Regions from separate parts of the Capra hircus genome. Here region 2 is linked to region 1. Evidence: chromatin contacts called from public Hi-C data. All regions are on one chromosome and are shown on one strand. The core of a region is the stretch at or near the end of the contact, and the rest is flanking DNA. Distances in the headings are between cores, read along the strand shown. Region 1 holds the start of TG (thyroglobulin). Region 2 overlaps WISP1 (WNT1-inducible-signaling pathway protein 1).

Region 1 (3,391 bases), core at 439-2,938:
AATGACTCAGCACACAGGCTGGCCCGTGCAAGACCCCTGCCTGCATGCGTAGGTGGTAGGAAGCGTGAGGAGTGGGCTTTCTGGTAGACCTCAGTCACGGTCTCAGCATTTGTATTTTTTAAAAGGGTTTTGTTTATTTGTTTTGACGTGGACCCAGTTTTAAAATCTTTATTGAATTTGTTACTGTGTTGCTTCTGTTTAATGTTTTGGCTTTTTGGCCACGAGGCATGGGGGATGTTAGCTCCCCAATCGGGGACTGAACCCTTGCCGCCTGCACTGAAAGGTCAAGTCTTAACTCCTTGACTGCCTAGGAAGTCCCAGTTTCAACATTTTAGAAAATTCATCTGCTTTAGAACACCTGGACCTGGAGAGCTGGCAAGGGCTGCACATGGCCAGGCTCACTGTAATATTACAGCGTCTCTGTAGCCTGGGCGGAAATTGGCCTGTGTGATTTGGGCTTTGGGCTCCCCACATGGTGACTGTGGCATAGAACCCTCCTGCCAGTGCAGGAGACATAAGCGATGCAGGTTCTATCCCTGGATCAGGAAGATCCCCTGGAGAAGGAAATGGAAACCTGCTCCAGGATTCTTGCCTGGAGAATCCCAAGGACAGAAGAGCCTGGCGGGCTGCAGTCCATGGGGTTGCAAAGAGTCAGACACGACTGAAGTGACTTAGCATCCAATGGGGGCTGCGGAGGGCCAAGCTGGGGGATTCTAATTCTCCAGTAAATGCCAGCACGTCTTCTCAAATCATCTTTACCTAAAACCTAAGGCTCACTGTGATCTCCCTCACTCCCAAGTGCTCTCCCATACCTGCCCACCTACCTTCTGAAAACCCATGGAGCCTGTCTCCATCCCCCACCTTTTGATGGGAGAAGCAACTGGAGAAAGCTCACTGATGTACAGGCTTTGTGTGGAAGACAGGCTTCCTGCTGCCTTTTGGTTATCTGAAGGCCTGGGACAGGGGAAAGGGGGATGACTAGGAATATGAGTGTGTGTGTGTTTGGCTTACTCATCAAAATCCCTACATCTGTGTTAATGGCTCTCTCTGTTTTGTTCCCTGCCATATCCTCATGGCCTAGAATAGTGTCTGCTTCTCTATCAGACGCTAAAGAAACATGGCTAGAAAGAGGGAAGGAAGGAGCAGGGATGAGGAGGAAGGGAGCATTGTGTTTCTTTCATGGTGGGCCTGAATGTGTGGCCCACCAAGTTGCAAACTTTGGCCTTTACCCCTGAAGATGAATTATGAAGCCATGCCCCCAGTTCTTCCCTGGTGGCTCAGATGGTCAAGAATCTACCTGCAATGCAGGAGACCTGGGTTCAGTCCCTGGGTTGGGAAGATCCCCTGGAGAAGGGAACGGCTACCCACTCCAGTATTCTGGCCTGGAGAATCCCATAGACAGAGGAGCCTGGCAGGATGCAGTCCATGGGTTCACAGAGAGTCAGATGTGACTGAGCGACTTTCACATACACTCGTCCCCAGTTTTGCTCCCCTACAGCGTCCACAAGACTCTCCCCCCACACTGGCCACATGAGTGTTCTCCAGGGGAACAGACGCAGGTGGAGGACCTCCTTGTGACCAGCAGAGAAAACAGGGCAGGCACTGCTTCTCTGAGTGCCTGTGGGTGGGGGCTAAGTGCCCGCAGCAGTGCTATAAAGGCTCCTTGGCCAGAGCCCTAAGGTGGGCAGCAGCTTCGAACCCTTCTCCCTGGAAGGGCTCCCGAGATGGCCCTGGCCCTGTGGGTCTTTGGTCTGCTGGACTTAGCCTTCTTGGTGTCAGCCAACATCTTTGGTGAGTTCTGACCCTGCGGTCTCAGAGCGTCGGGTTGGGAGGGACCTCTCAGGCCAACTCCTTGTTAGCCAGGAACTGCCCCAGGGCCTTGGAACATCTGTGACCTCATTTCATCCTCACAGTGTCCTGAGGTCAGTTATGCACTCTCCTTTTCAGAGGAAGAGACAGAGGGTCTGGGAAGTCACAGAGTCAGTGATCAGTGGAGAGGAGATGGGAAACTAGATCTTCCTAATTGGATTCTAGTTCCCCTCACCCCACCCTGTTAGCAAATGCTGCTATTGGCTATGTTCTCTGTTTGTCTGTTTGTTTTAAAATTATCTTTACAGTCTCAAGTCCTAGGTTGTCCATATGGGGTATTAGCAGGTAATGAAAAACACAAATCTACCCGTGGTGTGAAACAGACCTGAGTCCTATTATAGCTGCGGCTCAGCCGTTTCCTCTCTGGAAAGGAAGCAGTTGTGACTGTGATTTCTGAATAAGCCCCTGCACGTTACATGCATTCTCCACTGAGGCCAGGAATGTGCTCTGTCTGCAAGGAGTGCCTGGATAAACTCAAGAATCCCTCCTTTACGGTGTTCCCTGACCCAACCATGGTCTTGGGGAACGCACAGCCCAAGGGTCCACTGTGAATCCTTCTCTTGCCAGTGGTGTGATCCTGAACAGGCTAGTTTTCCGAACGAGTCTCATGGCCACCTGGGTAAGACGGTGACATCACCTTCCTGGGGATCAGGGGAGTTAATGTCAAACTTGTGAGTAGCTGCAAAACTGCGAGTTGAAATATGCTTGCTGATGGTGCTAGAAATAAAACCCGGAAGAGCGTCTGTGTCTCCAGCGAGCCTGTCTCCGTTACTGGAATGCAGGCAGCGGATTGTCTCTCATGAGCGGCATCACTTCCTTTGTGCAGAGTACCAGGTGGACGCCCAGCCGCTCCGCCCATGTGAGCTGCAGAGGGAGAGGGCTTTTGCAAGGCAAGAAGACTACGTCCCCCAGTGCGCCGAGGACGGCAGCTTCCAGTAAGGCCTCCTCCAGCCATGCGGACCCAGGGGCCTTAAAACCCAGCTTCTCCCTGTCCCCGCCCCCCTGCCCTTTATGCTCCTCCTCGAAGCTGACCTGTGGCCGCTGTCGCTGGAGCTTTCCCCAGACCCATCAACACTGAGTCATCTGACCTCTGTTGCCCCAATCCATGCTTCCTTCCAGCCAGAACCAAAGACGTCCCTTCCTTTCCTGCCAAAACTTTTTACTGTACTTGTTTTAACAAGGGTGCATGGGGTGGTGGTGGCGGCGGTGATTTACTCGCCAATGATCCAACGATTTACATTCCGATGCCCCCTCTCCTCCCTGACTTCAACTGGAGCCACCAGTCCCGCTCCACACCAGTCTTTTTCCTAACTGAAATGAATTAAAGCGTGGAGGGAAGGAAAAGGAAGAAGGGTACCTGATTGTGGCTCCTGTCTTCAGGACCGTCCAGTGCGGGAAGGATGGGGCCTCCTGCTGGTGTGTGGACGCTGATGGCAGGGAAGTGCCTGGTAGCCGGCAGCCCGGGCGGCCTGCGGCCTGTAAGTAGGAAGGGGAGGAACTGCAGGGGGCAGCTCACACCCTG
Region 2 (3,391 bases), core at 584-3,083, 290 kb after region 1:
TTTAAAACTCTCCGTAGAGACACTGTCTGAGGAATTTCGGGTAAAATCATGAGGTCTGAGATTTGCCTTGAAATCCTCAAGAATGAGAAAGTATGTGTGTAGGCAGGAGTAACAGGAAACAAGATTGACAGAGGGTTGATAATTACTGAAGCAGAGGTAGGCATGTGAGATTCATTATATTATTCTCCCAAATGTGTAAATGTTTGAACACACCTCTGGCAAAGAATGAACACTTCTAATGTCTGATTATACGTAACCCTGATAGAAACGCCCGTCACTTGCTAGGGTTTTAGCTTACTTATAGCTCTGCCACTGTATGACAGATGTTAGTGACTACTTCCTTCTTTGTTTCAGTTTATTGGCTGCGCGGGGTCTTGGTTGCTGCGTGCTGGCTTTCTCTGTGGGGTGAGCGGGGACTGCTCTCTGCAGCCGTCCATGGGCTGTGCTGGCTTCTCTTGTTGCAGGGCACAGGCCCCAGGGCACGTGGGCTTCAGTAGTTGTTGACGCACAGGGTTTAATTGTCCCGCAGCATGTGGGATCTTTCTGGACCAGGAATTGAACCGGTGTCCCGTGTATTGGCAAGCAGATTCTCAACCACTGGACTACCAGGGAAGTGAGCATTCCCTAAAAAGACCAGATAGTAAATATTCTAAGCTTTGTGGACTATAGGCTCTCCATGGAATATTCTTTTTTGTTTTTTACAACTTTTTAAAAGTGTAGAATCCATTCTGCTACTGCTACTAAGTCACTTCAGTCGTGTCCGACTCTGTGTGACCCCATAGACGGCAGCCCACCGGCTCCCCCGTCCCTGGGATTCTCCAGGCAAGAACACTGGAGTGGGTTGCCATTTCCTCCTCCAATGCATGAAAGTGAAAAGTGAAAGTGAAGTCGCTCAGTCGTGTCCGACCCTCAGCGACCCCATGGACTGCAGCCTTCTAGGCTCCTCTGTCCATGGGATTTTCCAGTCAGGAGTACTGGAGTAATGCCATTGCCTTCTCCAGAATCCATTCTACTTGGTTACAAAAATGCTGTGTGGGGGGATGTCCCAGGGGGCTGGTGTCTGGTCCTTTGCTTTGTAAGGCAGTTGCCTTCTTCATGCTCCTGGCTCCCTGGAAGGCTGGCCGCTCCCTCTGGCTTTGTACTGAGAACTCCGCAGATGCTTTACATACATTTGATAAATGAAAGAATGCCGGAGAGTTTATCGTTTGGAAAGAACTCTGGCTTCTTGCCGCTTCTATCTTCTCCATATAAAGGCTACTTTCCCAACCAGAAGCTCACAAGACTGCCTGTTGATAAAAACCAATTAGCAGAAAATCTCAACAAACCTTCCATCAGCCATGACAGGCAGCCTGGCCAGCGCTGAGTCAGTGCCTGGGTCTCCAGGTCCCTGGAGATCCTGCCGTTGGTGTGGCAGTGAGCGTGGAAGACTCAGCAGGGCTGGGTCCTCTGAACACTCAGGCCAGGTGTCCTGCAGGGGCTGAGCTAAGAGCTGCCCAAGACAGAGGCTCCACTGCAGGGCATCCCTACCTGGGCCCCGGGTATAGATGCCGGGGGGTACATGCTGAGGAGGAGGAGCTCAGAAAATGTGCCCACCAACCCACGTGGTAGCTGCCTGTTACTTACATCAAAGGATATAAGATATAAGGGAAGGGCAGGCCACAGGGTGCCCCCAGCTCTGGGCTCTGGCCTGGGTCCACATCCTCCCACTGCCCCCAGCCCTCTCTTATCAGTGAAGGAATGAGCAGAAACTGCTTCCAAATAGGGAACCCTTTCCTTAAAGCCCGCAGGGCTCAGCTGGGGCCGGCTCAGGCCATTCCTGTCTCAACCCTGCCCCCTGGTGGAGCATTGGGGTATGGCCGCCCACACGTGAGCAAGCTAAACTCTGGACTATTCTGTTCACGGAGCGCTTGCCCGGGGCGTGCCAGGAGCAGCGCTGGGCACTCGGGCGTTGAGAAACAGCATCCTGTCCCTGAAAACTCCCCAAGAGTCTCCCATATCCTCTTTAGGGGACCCCCTGGCAACTTGGGCTCAAGTGCATTGCAGCTGTCACCACCCTACGTTGCAATCTTATAAATGTGTCTGCACTGTGACTGCCTTGGGGTAAGGACCACGCTGTGTCCATCTGAGTACCAGCCCAGCCATGCAGGAGGTGCTTGGTGCATGTGTGTGATGGGAGGATGGAGGAATGAATGTGTGAATACTAATGTGAATGAATGAGGGGGTAGGGCAGCCTGGTGACAAGTCCCCTGAAGGGACATTCTGGGGACACTTTCCCAGCTTCAAAACCCTGAGCAAGTTACTTCAACACCCTGAGCCTCAGTTTCCTCACCTGTGAAATCGGGGTAAGGCTATAACTGCTCATTAGGGCTGCTGGAGGATGTTGTTATCATTACTGCTTTTACACACGAGCACACAGACGCTCAGAGAGGGCGAGTCCAGACCCAGGTCACACAGCCTTGGGAAATGGGTTCTGCTCACTGCAGACGCCCCGCCCTTACCTCCTGGTCCCAGGGCCCCACTCACCGATGAATTGCACACACCTTCCAAGGATGGTGGGGTTCAGCTCCCTCATCTAGCAGGATGATTAAGGTCTCCTGGGTGGCACCCCACCACCGCCAGCCTCCTACTCTCTGCTACCATACCCACCACCACCCATTTGTGTAAACATGAAGTGAAACTGTTGGTAAAAGTCAAAGGATGGATTTACATGTTCCTGGATCTATTTTCAGGGAGTTGGAGAACATCAGAAAATTCAGTCACTGCCCACTTCTAAACATCACCCCCAAATTATACACGCAGGGTTTCCTGTGGGGTCTTCGATTGAACATTCTTCTAGTTTTTCCCTTCTTAAATTTAATCTGCTTAAGTTTGTCCAGTAACTATGACTGAATTGATTGCTTTGAACCTGCCCACCGAGTGCCCGCCTTATCCAGAGGGTGCAGTGTCGGGCACGGTCTCGGTCCATGTGGGTTGCTGTAGGAAAGCACCACACACACTGGGCGGCTTACAGACTCGTTGCCCACAGCTCTGGAGGCTCGAAATCCACGGTCAAGGCCGGCATGGCCACATCCCAGTGAGGCCCCTTTTCATAGCTGGCATCTTCTTGCTGTGTCCTCAGATGGTGGAAGGGATGAGGCACTCTGGGGTCCCTTTCATAAGGGCACTGACCCATGAGGGGTCCACCCACATGACCCAATCACCGCCAGAGGCTCCACCTTGTGGCTCAAATGGTAAAGAATGTGCCTGCCAATGCAGAAGGTGCAGGTTCAGTCCCTGGGTCAGGAAGATCCTCTGGAGGAGGCAATGGCAACCCACTCCAGTATTCTTGCCTGGAGAATCCCATGGACTGAGGAACCTGGTTGCCTACAGTCCATAGGGTTGTAAAGAGTTG

What was found. Hi-C and Micro-C count contacts between places; a contact is called where the count stands out from the background.
Region 2: a contact with region 1 is called in a Hi-C map of blood, with 2.7 times the contacts expected there. The contact joins the enhancer-like site here to the promoter of TG in region 1. A contact is called at or near these places in 4 of 5 Hi-C or Micro-C datasets (blood and liver).

Annotation. Positions count from the first base shown.
Region 1 is chr14:73,521,831-73,525,221 of ARS1.2, forward strand. It overlaps TG (thyroglobulin), which reads left to right and starts at 1,689. Exons shown (of 48, transcript XM_018058585.1): 1 at 1,689-1,791; 2 at 2,696-2,804; 3 at 3,250-3,347. The coding sequence starts at 1,725.
Region 2 is chr14:73,814,743-73,818,133 of ARS1.2, forward strand. All of the region lies in intron 1 of WISP1 (WNT1-inducible-signaling pathway protein 1), which reads left to right. Among named protein-coding and RNA genes, the nearest start is that of WISP1, 13 kb to the left of the region's middle. Within about 2 kb of position 1,834, at least 2 of the 5 cell types and tissues checked have an H3K27ac peak or open chromatin away from gene starts, as enhancers often do.